Linked DNA regions of Mus musculus: region 1 is linked to region 2. Evidence: chromatin contacts called from public Hi-C data. All regions are on one chromosome and are shown on one strand. Each heading gives the region's core, a stretch centred on a gene start, on an enhancer-like site or on the middle of the called end of the contact. The rest is flanking DNA. Distances are from core to core; before and after follow the strand shown.

Evidence for each region. Hi-C and Micro-C count contacts between places; a contact is called where the count stands out from the background.
Region 1: a contact with region 2 is called in a Hi-C map of cortical neurons. The contact joins two enhancer-like sites. A contact is called at or near these places in 11 of 39 promoter capture datasets (the 3T3-L1 cell line, 3T3-L1-derived adipocytes, the HPC-7 cell line and 6 more), 2 of 484 Hi-C or Micro-C datasets (cortical neurons and embryonic fibroblasts), 1 of 115 datasets of contacts at active chromatin or transcription factors (bone marrow-derived macrophages) and 2 of 9 other capture datasets (adipose tissue and liver).

The regions. Positions count from the first base shown.
Region 1 is chr1:58,282,886-58,289,745 of GRCm38.p6, reverse strand. It overlaps Aox2 (aldehyde oxidase 2), which reads right to left. Exons shown (of 36, transcript NM_001008419.2): 4 at 6,151-6,259; 5 at 4,049-4,175; 6 at 1,993-2,054. It overlaps Gm15759 (a long non-coding RNA gene), which reads left to right. Exons shown (of 3, transcript XR_865437.3): 3 at 244-331. Among named protein-coding and RNA genes, the nearest start is that of Aox2, 8.0 kb to the right of the region's middle. Within about 2 kb of position 1,410, at least 7 of the 459 cell types and tissues checked have an H3K27ac peak or open chromatin away from gene starts, as enhancers often do. A contact at or near this core is called in cortical neurons, where this site is marked.
Region 2 is chr1:57,486,655-57,493,292 of GRCm38.p6, reverse strand. No RefSeq gene overlaps it. Among named protein-coding and RNA genes, the nearest start is that of Gm22371, 68 kb to the right of the region's middle. Within about 2 kb of position 3,847, at least 13 of the 459 cell types and tissues checked have an H3K27ac peak or open chromatin away from gene starts, as enhancers often do. A contact at or near this core is called in cortical neurons, where this site is marked.

The DNA.
Region 1 (6,860 bases), core at 161-2,660, 800 kb before region 2:
TGAGGTAGTTTATGAAACACATACCATATAAACAAGTAATATAAAATAGCACAATGTGCAGAAATGTAAAGAAACACCCACTGCCCAGGTCACTGGCATTTTGACATATTTGGGATTATATTGTATTTATATCATATCTATGCTGTACTCAGTAGATGAACACCATTCATTGAAAGTACATATCTGAGCTATTTTAGAGTAATGACTAGTGGTAAAATACATTTTTTAAATGGTATTTTTCAGGACAACCATGATACAGCCACTACAGCGCATACATATTTTGGGACATTGCTCATTTAATTCATATGGAACCTTTACGGAAGGGGAATGCAGCTGGGTGAGTTATGGCAGTTTTTAAGTGGTCCCTGCTTGCAGCTCATCCGTTTCTGTTTCTTGCAACCCCACTCCTTGTACCTGCTTCCTCAGGTGGTCTCTCCTGTCTTGCAAAGCACTTCCTCCCAACTGTTTGAATTCCCTGTCCTTTCCCCATATCTTTTGCTGCTACTTGCTGACTCTGTCCAAGAAGCAAAAGCAGCTGGCAGAGCAACCAGCCCTTCCTCTCCCACCATAAGCTCTTAGAGTCCCCAGGATGGACGTGGGTCGATGGAGGCTGAAGAAAATCGTGCTTCTTTGGGTTCAGTGGGTAATAAAAACCTGTGTCCTACCTGGGGCTGGGTTTCTTTCACCTAATGTAGCATGAGACTGGCTGGCAACAGGGTGAGCTATTGGAACTCATTTTGGACTTTATCTCCAGCACCTGTGTTCCAGGAGCGGCAGGTAGTACCTACACTCTTAGGGAAAGGAGTTAATTTAGCACTCTTGCTGGTATCTCATGCTTCCCCACTTACAGCAGCAATCAGCTGAGTGTACAGTCTCTTTATTCCACTTTTTAGTGTGTCAACTCTGGCTCCCTCACGGGGCAATAGAAATCTGGGACACACATGACCAGAATACCCTCCTGGCTTTGGGACACACCCACTGTATATTTCCAGGTCTACCTCTACGGCATGTGGAACTGAGGCAGGAGCACATACAGAGATGTTAGCCTGTGGCTTCTGCTTTCTCTTTCTATATGGCTCTGTAGTGGCTGCATATGCTCCTGTGAATACTCCAGCCCAGTGTCTGCTCTTTCTCTATAAGGAGCTTCATTGAACTTGTGTGCACACATTGGCTCCTAAGACCTTCCCTAAAGTACCTAGCCTAAAGGTACAGTTGAAGCCCTATATGGAGAATGATCCAGAAAAAGATAAGCATATCGAGTTATCCCTATGGACTCCTGAATAGCTGGGTAAGAACTACAGGGGGCTCCTCCAAGATGTGAGGTACCCTTTGCTTCTGCCTAATGTCTCCCCCCACATCCACTGTGTCCTCAGCAGAGCGTCATCAGATGCACCATCTTGAGTGTCTGCCAAATGCTATTCAGTCAACAGCATTCTCATTATGAGTAATTATTTGTTGAGCTCTTACTAACTGCCAAGCAAGACATTTGAGTTTTCACCAGAGAGATATCTCTATTTTTGGAGGCTGTTCCCTGTGTTCTTGGAGTGAATTTTAGCTTCTACGTTGCAATTTCTCCTTCTTTTTCTATTTTCCCATTCCCAGTTGCTTGGGTTCTCAGAAGAAGCCTTCTTCACAACAGCAAAGCCTGGCTTGACTTCTAGTGTTTACAGACAACATTTCAGCTGCACTGGATAGATGCCCTGTCTCACTGGTGGTGAGTGTCGGACAGACAGCTTCTTAGCTCACCTGACTTTCTTCTGTGGTTCTAGACCACATCAAAGGTGGTGTAATGCTCACCTGGTCTACAGCAAGCACTGGCAACTCCAATGAGTCCTCGCCCTTTCCCCCTCCCCTCTGCGGTGACATTTGTCTGTTTTAGTCGGTTGTGATGGTCTTACAAACCCCATTCTTGTGTCCCCAGCTTTGATCACCTGTTCTTCTCATTCCTACTCCGTATGACGTGTCTCCACTTCCTTACCCTTGTGTACTCACCATGCAGAAGGTCCTGCCGCTCTCCAGAATTGGCCGATACCCAGTACAGCGGCAGAGGTTCCCTGATCAGAGGGGAAGCATAGCTGTGAATTGCTTGTCTCTACTGCTTGCTTTTCCAGATTATTATTTATTTATTGGTATTTATGTGTGTCTGTGTGTGGATGCTCTTAGAGGTCAGAAGAAGGTATTGCATTTCCTGGGGCTGAAGTTATAGGTGCTTGTAAGCCACAAATGTGGGTGCTGAGAACTGAACTCTGGGCCTCTGGAAGAGCAGCAAGCTCTCCTAATGACTGAGCCAAATCTCCAGCCACTCTACTGGATTCTTTTAAAAACCGAAATAGATCTAACAGATTTTCTTGTCAGTTCTGGGGAGTAGAACTCAGGGCCTTGGACATGCTAGGATAACATTCTACTTCTGAGCTATGATCCTAGCCCTGATGTTTAGCTATTGACAATAACTATTTTAAATTATGTAAGACAGTGAGATCTTAAGAAAGCAATCCCCAAGGTGTCACTAGACAGACAAAGTGCCACGGGTGGGCTACCAGGTGTGTTCCTCAGAGGCTCTTAGGTCACTGCACCAGAGTCACCTGGTTGTATTTGTTAAGAACATGAATCTGCCCTTCTGGAACCTGAGCATCTGGAGACAGGCAGGAGAGCCTGCATTTAAGAGACCAGTGGGCCATTCTGTTGCATGGTAAAGTCTGGAATCCTTACGCTTCCAAGGATGAAGGTGAAGGTCTGAGGGTAGAGAGAGAGTGTAGACTAGAGTTCATCTCTGATGGCCTGACTAAGAAGTTTGGGCTCAAAGGATGTGCAAGCTATGGGTTAGTAAAGAATGGGTAGAATTCTCAGAGCAGCAGGAACAAGATGGGGAGAGACTGGCCTGGAGGAGTCGTGTAGAGAGCAGGAAGTATGACAAATCGGGCTTGGTCAAGTTTTAGGGCTGATGAGCTGCTGAAGAGAGACCTGGGGAAGGTGGGGGTTTTAGATGAATTAGTATGATTCTCTGATTATTGTTATTGTTATTATTATTATTATTATTATTATATTGTGAATTGAACCCAGGACTTTTGCCCATAATAACTACTCTATCATATGCTCAGCTATGGTTTTCTGCACTTGAAAGAAGAGATAAGGATAGAGAGCTAGCGAGAGCAAGAGAGAGGGAGGGAGGAAGGGGAGAAGGGGAGAGAGGGAGAGAGAGAGAGAGAAAGAGAGAGAGAGAGAGAGAGAGAGAGAGAGAGAGAGAGAGAGATCAGCAGCTGGCACATAAGGAGCATATCTATTTTCATCTGTCTTCAACCTTTGAATTGAGGACTTGTTTACAGATTGATAACACCTGAAGATAATGTTTATTAACCCTATATGTTTATAAAACTAAAACTGTTACAAATCTTTCAGATGAGAGGCTTATTATGAATTGATATATGCCGCTCTACCAAGACTCTTTGTAGTCTTAAGTCCTGGCAACTATGAACATAACCTTGTTGAATAATAAGATCTCTCCCAGTGGAATCAAGAGGTAACAAGGTTGTCCAGGCCTGGGGCGGGCCTACCCCAGTGGCTGATGTCTGTAAACAAGAGGAAGATCTATAAGCCAGACAGCAAGGAGAAAGGTGTGAGGTAGAAACAGTTTGGAGCTATGTAGCTCATGAGCTCAGAAATGCCAAGACTCAGCTGACTGAGAGGAATAAGGCTGAGAGGAATAAGGAAGCAGTCTCTTCAGGGCTTTCAGACACAGCACTGGTGGGCCGATAGCTCGACTCCAGACTTAATGCTCCCAGAACTGCATGAGAACTTTCTGTGTTTTCAGCCAGTTGTGCTTTGTTGGGTAGGCTCATGGATTCCGGTCCCTGGGGAGCATGTGATAAGTCAGCAGACAGAAGTGTGGTGGCCCCTGGGCCGCGTGCAGATGACTTGACGTCTGTGTCTGCACACAAATGTTAGAAATGACTGTGGCTTGGCACTGGAGCAGAGCTAGGAAGATCCTGAGGGTGGTGTGGGAAAGCATGAAGAACCTTTTCCTTCTGCCTGCCTCCTGTGTCACACCTACCTCCCAAGGCCTCCATGAGCTGTTCCTCTGAGGGCTGCGGGTGGTTCCTGAGCAGTGTGTAGATGGACATCACCATCCCAGGGGTGCAGAAGCCACACTGGGTGCCGTGGCTCTTGGCGATCCTCTCCTGGAAGCATACATTTGTGGTCACATCTGCCGCCTCAGATTCTCTCCAGGGTCCACAAATCTGTACCATTCTCACCCTCTGAGCAAATGTGCCCCGCCCCGTTGTCCAGTTCTGTATATTCCCCTTTCTAGGCAGCTCCCAAAGGCAAGAGGTTCAGAAGTTACCGCTCACAACTTTAATTACTTTTCAGGGTCAGATGCTCTGAGACTTCTGTTTGGGAATTAGCAGTGTGCAGCCGGCACTCCCAGTGAGAACACTTATCCAGGAATTAGTAATTATTAGGAGGGTGCACGTAAGTTTCAAAACTGGTTTTCTTGAACACCCGTACATCTTCCACGGCTTAGATCTCATGGGAGGCTGTGCGGCTTTGACTGACATGGAGACCATTGCTGATCTCCTGTTGTCTTCCTTAATATTTTCTGTGTCAGCTCAAAAGACTTAGCTTTCAGGGACCGAGGATTTTGGTCTCTGTTATTTCAAGCGTGATCTATGGTCTTCTGGGAAATGGTGGGGAACTCAGGTCCCTGCTCCAAACTGCTTGGCCAGAATCTGAACTTTTAGCAAGTTCCAGGTGACTCTTGTGAACACCAAAGCTTGGAAGCTTGGCTCTAGATTCAGTGCACAATGCCTGGGGTCCCACTGTGTGGACTTAGCTGCGAGTGTCTTGTACGACTTCCTAGCAGACTCTTTTCTGGGTCCTTTATCTTTACTGACCTCTTTGGAGTTGACTCTCAAGTGGTTAAATCAAGAAACCCTGGGGCTTCTCCTGCCTAAAATCCCTGAGCATTGGTTGATCTGACTGTGGCTTCCCAAACTCCCACGACAATGACAGGAGAATCAGTGCCAGCACATGTCACATCACCGTTCAACCCAACACTGCCGCTTCAGCAGCAGGCTGAGTGCTGGAGGGGGAGTGTCCCCGTCCTCTAGGGAGTTGCTCTCAGACTTCCCTCAGCCAAATGCTGATTTTTACGCCTCAAACCTTTATGCTACAGGGAATGATCCCTGAATTTTATCTCATAAAAACGTTGTCTGATACCAATTGTACTATAAACTAGAGTAGATACTGAACACAGGCTATAGAGTAAATGTCTCTGAGGGGATGGGGATATGGCCGTTGATAGGGCATACCATATGTGTGTGTGCATGGATATATATGGATAATAGATGAGTATATGTACGTGTAACATATTTGTGTAGTGCTTGTAGAAGTCAGAAGAGGACATTAGACCCCCTGGGCACTGGAGTTAGAAGCTGATATAATTGACCTAACTGGGTGCTGAGAATTGAACCTGGATTCTCTGGAAGTGCTCTTAACACTGAGCCATCTCTCCAGCCATGGGTATGGTTTTTTGATATAGCATCTCATGTATTCCAGGCTGGCCTTGACCTCACTGTGTAGTGGAGGATGACCTGGAACTCCTTCTGTCTCTACTTCCCCAGTACTGGGGTTATAAGTATGCGCCACCATTCCAAGGACTTCATGAATGGTAGGCAAGTGCTCTATCAACAGCTATATCCCCAGCCCCTCAGAGGCATCTATTCTATAGCCTGTGTTCAATATCCACTTCAGTTTATATTAAATTGGTTTCAGACAAGGTTTTTAAAATGTTAATATTATTCAAATAGAAGAAGCAATAAATGATGACCATTTAATCAAATGAAGGTGTGTTTTAGCTCTCTCTCTCTCTCTCTCTCTCTCTCTCTGTTTTTTTTTTGTTTGTTTTGTTTATTTTGAGACAGGGTTTCTCTGTATAGCCTGGAACTCACTCTGTAGACCAGGCTGGCCTTGAACTCAGAAATCCACCTACCTCTGCCTCCCAAGTATTGGGATTAAAGGTGTGCACCACCATTGCCTGGCATAGCTGTCCAAAGCTCCTACATTGTGACCCAGAAGGTGGAGGTGGGACAGACAGTCTGCACAGCCTTTGGCAAAGTGAAGTTCAGAAGTGAGAAGATTAGAATGTGTGCTTACCTGCACGGGGTGGAGCCTGGTCTTGATGCTTCCCACACCTTCCACGGTGGTGACAGCAGCCCCATGCAGGGAGCACAGGGGCACCAGGCATGCCATGACGGAGAAGTGTCTTTGTGTGGGAAACACAAAGAAAACCAAGTAAAGTGACACAGTCCTGCACCATGGAGAACCAGGAACTAAGAAGGGCAACTCTGATGGCCAGGTTGGGGGGCATGGGAGACAGGGACTGCAGAGGTGACAGCTCTGGTGAAATGGGGAGGTGGGAAGACGGCAGGGGTGACAGATAAGAGCAAGTCAAAGCACTCTCTGCTCATTCTATGACACCTATGAGAACTGGGGGTCCTTAATGTGTACCTGGACACATCCTGAATACCAGAAAAATCTTTACAGCCTTAAAATAGATCCCCTGAGAGCTCTTAATCATTAAACTCCCTTTCCCCAAGTGGGGAAGGACCCATGTCACCAGAAGGGTGGCTGAACTTCTATTAGTCTTTGTTGAGCAATGGCCGCATCACAAGCAAAGGCTTTTTGCCTTTTGCCTATACTAGTGCACTCTGCATTCATTTTCTTGTTAGTTTAAGCTCTCTGAGTAAAGTCATTTAACCATGTTGGGGGATCTGTGTTTTGAACCAAAGATGTGGATGAAGTTCAAGTTTCAGAAGTGATATACAGAAGGCCGTTAGCATAGTTACGTAATCAGAGTAAAGGGC
Region 2 (6,638 bases), core at 2,598-5,097:
CTGGTGGTCCTGGGTTCCATAAGAAAGGAGGCTGAACAAACTATGAGGAGCAAGCCTGTAAGCAGCACCCCTCCACGGCCTCTGCATCAGCTTCTGCCTTCAGCTTCCCATTCTGTTTTGAGTTCTGGCCCTGGATTTTTCAATGATAGACTACAAACTGGAAGTGTAAACCAAATAAACATTTTCCTCTCCAACTTGCCTTTTGGTTATTTTGGTCATGGTGTTTCATCAAAGCAGCAAAAGTCTAAGAGCACTGTAGACTCACTTCCTCTCAGTTTAACAATGAGAGAAGCCGGTGTGCCCCTAACCACATCTGTTATCAGTAAATCTCAGCAAAGGGCCTAATTTACTGCCTAATAGTTTCTGGTTAGTCCTTTACCAGACAATGAGCCACTCACTCCTGCACCCATCTTTGTGACAGGGGGATCTAGCCTTGACCGAGAAGACTAGGTCTTATTCTCAGCTTGACCATGTTTCAGGAAGTGACAGCAGATGAAATCTGACTAGGGTTGTGAGTGCCAAAACAATCATTGAGACAGTCTCTCCAATCTGTGATTTGCTACAATCAATAGTCATAAAAGCAACACAAGCATTTACATTTCCCTATTGACTAGATTAGATTTTTTAGACATAAAATGTTCTTCCTCATTTTTTATTATCTTATACTTGCATTAAATTAATTTTCCTAACCTCAGTACATAATAATTGATTCAAAGCCAGGGTTTATAACATATGATTTAAAACAAGTTGTCAAACTTCTTGTTGACAATTTTTCATAGTAAAACGAGGTCTTTGACTTTATGATCTTGAAAACTACCCAAAAGACAATCTAAGACCAGAGAAACAGGAGGCAAGGCTCTAATTTGCGAAAATGAATGCTTAGTGGGCAAATAGGCAAACTGTGTCCATAGGGTCATAACCCTCTGCCCTGAGCATCCTCCTGATTCTACCCATGTTGCCTAAGGAAATGGTAAACCCTGGGACCAGTGCCCTCTGTGTATGACAATCCAGCTCAAGTTAACTTAATGGACTAAAAAGGAAGCTGATACCAATTCCAGCACCTGCAGGGTGGATAAACTGCACTTACACAATGGCTAAAGGAACCAGGTTCTCAGAAGCTCTAACAGGGAACCTGAAGCTACTGTGGTCTGTGTCCCTTTCCCTCATTGCTGTTTCTTCTTCTCTTTGTCTCTGAGACCTCATTATCTCATGGCAAGAAGTGCAGCTTCCAGAAACTCCCAGTTAGCAGTCATAACCAAAGATCATACTTTCATCTGGAAGTCCTGACTGTTTTTATATATATTAATATAATATATTAATACATTGTGTAATGTATTATATATAACATAATATATCATAGCCAACATTATATGTATATGTGTATATATATATATATGTGTGTGTGTGTATGTGTATAACTCATCAAGATTAGTTCAGGGAATCAAGTCAGTGGTCATCAGAGATTGATAGCGCATGTTCAGCATCACTCATGACTCCCGCTTCAAGCTTTAACCAGAATCATATCATCAGGTTCTCTGCTGTCAGAAACCTGCTCATAGGACACATACCGATGTTTGTAATGTTATATTCAAATATTCTGGAGGCACCCCACAATTAACAAGTTCATCGTGTTCCTGCCATGGCTTTGAGTGATAGTGTTGCTCATACATCTGTCCTCTTGATGTCTATTTCTACCGTGGGAGTCATAGGCACATGGTTGATTCCTCCATGGTGCCTGCTTAAGTGATTTTTGGAAACTCTGCAATGATCCAAATTCATTATTTCAACTCATTTGATTCTCGTTTTGATTACATCTCCATGATAATGTCAGTAAAGCGCCTGGTGAGAGTTAGCTGGCACATACTAGCTCACTTGCAGTTTGTGTCTTCCTTCCACCTGCCAGTGAAATGACCGTGGACAAGGGACAGGGCCTGTCTTAGTCAGGGTTTCTATTCCTGCACAAACATCATGACCAAGAAGCAAGTTGGGGAGGAAAGGGTTTATTCAGCTTACATTTCCACATTGCTGTTCATCACTGAAAGAAGTCAGGACTGGAACTCAAGCAGGTCAGGGAGCAGGAGCAGGAGCTGATACAGAGGCCATGGAGGGATGTTCTTTACTGGCTTGCTTCCCCTGGCTTGCTCAGCCTGCTCTCTTATAGAACCAAGACTACCACCCACAAGGGGCCTTTCCCCCTTGATCATCAATTGAGAAAATGCCTGACAGTTGGATCTCATGGAGGCATTTCCTCAACTGAAGCTCCTTTCTCTGTGATAACTCCAGCTGTGTCAAGTTGACATAAAACTAGCCAGTACAGGGCCTAACTCCCAACCTACACACATAAGGAGTGGTAGCTTAGAGTCCTTCAAAATTGAGTATCAGCAAATTCTATGGCCAATTAAGACCACAAATAAATAAGACCCTTGCACTGAATTTGACCATTGCTGAGCAACTTCCAGTGCTGGTGTGAGCTAAGAACAGAAGACTTAGGCTTGAATCCACCACAGCCTTAATCATTTTATATCGGAGGCAAAAAACCAACAGCTGTTTTATAGTGTTGACCTACAGAATGCATAATAAGGCAAGGAGGACACTTAACAGAGGCTAAGCACCTAATGGGAACCCCACGCCTCAGAGCCAGGATTGCTAACCACAACTTGCATCCATAACTTAGTCAATACAGAATTCCAATCATTCATTCTCTTACATAGGCACTCAGTTATTCATTCAATACATGTGACTCTGACCATCCAATATTTGCCTGAATATGCAAATAAAAATCAGCAGACCTTTGGCCAAGGGAATTCAATGGGTTTTTTTCCCCCTAGTTTACCTCCCTGGCTTCCCCCAATAGGCCTCATTTGCTAGAAGGGAGATCATTTTGGAACAGTTTACATTATGTTATCTTTCAAAGTAACAAGCTCCTGGCTTTAATTAATCTCAGCCTCTGCTTTTTGCAAGGGAGGAAGAGTCCGTGAGCGCATGCCCCTGTATTTCCAGAACTGATGTGTTTAGTCACTTGTGTGTGAAACTGCCAAAGGCAGGCTGGGTTACTGTCCTGGGGAACATCTGCACAATGTTTATCATCTTGGCATTTGAGAACTATGTAAATACGTGCAGCTCCGTGACAACCTCAGGATTTTATTTCCAAATGTGCCATCAATGAGTAAGAGCACAAATAAGCAAAATCAGCTAGACAACTATTTAGGTGGAAAGCTAAGAATGGAAATCACAATCTGTTTCTGGGGGCTCTGGGGTAGGAATCCATTCCTGTCATTATAAAGCAGCAAAGCTTCTGGAAGCACAATAATGTGCAAGATCGCTTTAGAACCAGACAACGTGTTTTGTTTTGAAAGTACAGATTCAAGTCTTGCCTGGGATAATTACAGCAGAAACAGTTTTCTTGATGAAGTCGTTTCCATGAAAGGACACTTGCCCATATCAACAGCAGGGGCTAAGTTCAGCCCTTGGCAGAGCTTGCAGCCTTCTGAAGCCAGAAATCAGTCCCTCCATTCCCACCACTGGTAACTTGAGATGAATTCAACTCATGTTGTCTCTGAATACCCCAGCGGCTCTGTCTCCTTCCAAATGATTCAATCCTTTGTCTTCGGTTGCTATCTTAGAGATGTACATGGGTGATTATTTTGGATTGTCTCCTAGAACTCAGAAAACTCTGTCTTCGAAGGTTGAAAACATGCCTGGTCATTTAGTCTGACTAGACTTTAAAAGGCATCAAATACAAATAGATTCTGGGAAATAAATCAACTTCAGGCTTTTTACTGCTGAAGGCTTAAAATAATTCCCAAAAAGGCTAATTATGTCTTTCTTTGCTCAGTAGTTGGGCTTAATAATAAGCACCAAACATATGGCAGTGCTTGGGCTGCATAATCCATCATGGCCTTCTGCTAAGCAGCAGGGGCATCGGGCTTAAAGGAAATTGTATGCAGAAAGCTCACATATATTAATAGCTGTAGAACCCGCCATTGCCAGGAGTGATGGCTGCTAACCTGGCTTCTGAAAAGCTCCTCAACTTGCTAGTAATCAAAGGAACATGATGGAAAATCATAATGGCAATTTATTGCTCATTTATTAGATTAAGGGATAAGACTTTAACTGCATGTATTTATTGGAGGAATGGGGACTATACCTGCCACTGTCTACTGGTGGGGGTCAGAGAATAATTTGTGGGAGTTGGCTTTCTCTTTTCCTCCTGTGGGTCTTAGGCCTCTAACTCAGTCTGGAAACAAATGCTTTGCCTGTTGAGCTTTTGGCTGGCCCCAAGCTAAGAGATATTCTTTAATGTTGAAGAAGATTTGATGACGAAAGCACATATCTGATTTGTGTTGAGGAAACAGATCTGCACAAGCTTTCTGGACAGCAAATTGGCCAGAGGCTCAAGAGCCATAGAAATAGACCCATATTCTGAGCCAGCCATCTTGTAGCTAAGCAAGCCTCAAGACTTAAGCATGAACTGTGGATGAACAATTAACTATGAATGCTCAGATCTACACTTCATAATAGCAAACCATGCAACAACTGAGCAAATCATCATATACACCAACCACATTCTATGCTATATTATATTGTCATTAAAAGTCTTGTTGATAAGTATTTTCAAAGGCAGAGGGACATGAGAACAGGATACAGACCAAGGTTATACCTTATCTTGATGGTGAAATGATATGTCCAGTGCCCGGTGGGGCTAGAACAGTGTTAGTTTTAAAACTACCAGTTCTGAAGTCCAGGAAAAAAAAATGGAAATTTGTGTATGGGTGTTAAATACTGGAGCAGAGGGATGGTAATGTCTGGGTGTATCCTGATCTGGATGTAGAACCCTCAGCTTCTTCTCCAACATCATGTCTGCTTGTGCACCCTCCCTGCTTCCCCACCATCATGACAATGGACTAAACCTTTGAACTGTAAGTCATCCCCAATTAAATGCTTTCCTTTATAAAAGTTACCTTGTTCGTGGCTTTTCTTCACAGCAATAGAACCCTAACTAAGACACTAGGCCACTAGCTTTAGGGAAACAATAAACCAGCAGAGTAACCCACACACAATTGCAGTGTTCTGTTTAACATAAGCAGGACCTGCCTCATCATGGCCAATGCTGACCTTTACAAAATTTCTCAGTGAATCTGAGCAAGAAGCGTTTACAGAGCCCCACTGTGTGCTCCGGCACTGTGACAGGTAGAGAAGGCACAATAGTAAGCAGCCCAGTGTAATTCTACAGAAGCTTGTTAGGGTTTCAGTACAGAGACATTGAATGGGATAGACATGGTGAATGGGTGGGTAATGGGCACAACAATGTCGGGCACCTTTGTACACTGAAATTCTCTCCAATGACCCAAAGTGTTTATGGTGTATTGGATACACTTCCTTGTACTGTATGGGCCATGCAGAATGACAGGAGTACCTGGTTGTCCTCACGTTCTGCAGTAGAGTAGCATAGATGTTTACAGAAGCTTAAAGGAGCACTTATAAGAGATGTGAAGAGGGAAGTCTGAGCATCCCAGAGCAAGAAAGGAAGAAGATAGCCAGGAAGAGCTGGGAGTGCCAATGGTCTTACAGGGTACTCAGAAGTAGTAAGTCAGAATTGGTCTCCCTTCACTGACTTTAGATGAAGTTTGAATGATTATTATTTCAATTCTAGAGAGAAAGCTGGAATACACATGCCTCCAAAACAGAGAGAAGGAAAAATAGATATATTATCATGTGAGCATCATTTTGCACGGTCCATACTTGCACAATCCATTAAAAGCCCTGCTCTGAGACTGCGGAGTTGGCTCAACTGGTAATGTGCTCACTATACAAGCAGGAGGACCTCTGTTCGATCCTTAACACACATATAAAAAGCTAGAAATAACAATACATATTTGTAACCCCAGAAGTGGTAAGGCAAAGACAAGAGGGTCCATAGGCATCCTGGCCAACCAACATAGTCTACCAGGGAAGATCAAGGCCAGTGAGAGACATTGTCTCAAAAAACAATGTGGATGGATCCAAATGAACAACACAATTCTGACCCTGACCTCTATATGTACACTAAACATGTGTACATGCACTTTCACATATGGGCATCTGAACACATGTGAACATATATAACCATGCACACTAAACTTTGTCTCTACTATGCTCATGCCATTCATTTATATTCTTCTACATGTTTTCTTCCCTTCTTTTCTCCTTTCTGGTCCTCTATGAGTATGGATCTTGTCAGACAGCCTATGCATAAGGCACCATTTTGGTTTGGTTTGGTTTGGTTTGGTTTGGTTTGGTTTGGTTGCTTTGTTTTTTGGCCAGGATTCTTCTTTTGTTTTGGAGTAACAAACGTTGTATACTGGTCCAGCATTTCACACAGTCTGGACAACAGCTTTACCAGGTAGTAAAATCATTATGCTTTTTAGCAGATGTGATGTGGTGCAGAGACCCGTCTAGATACTGTTGCAGATAGCCAGACTGAGGTCCCTCGGAAGAGGGAATGAAGGATGTCAGGAGTCCTGAGCGTTAGATTTCCTAAGTGATGTTCCACAAACATCACTAAGAGTATTGGGGCCTTGTAGCCAACTATCATGGCTCACCACAACTATCAGAAACACAGAATGCAGGGCTTTATTAATGTTTGTCTATGTTCTTGA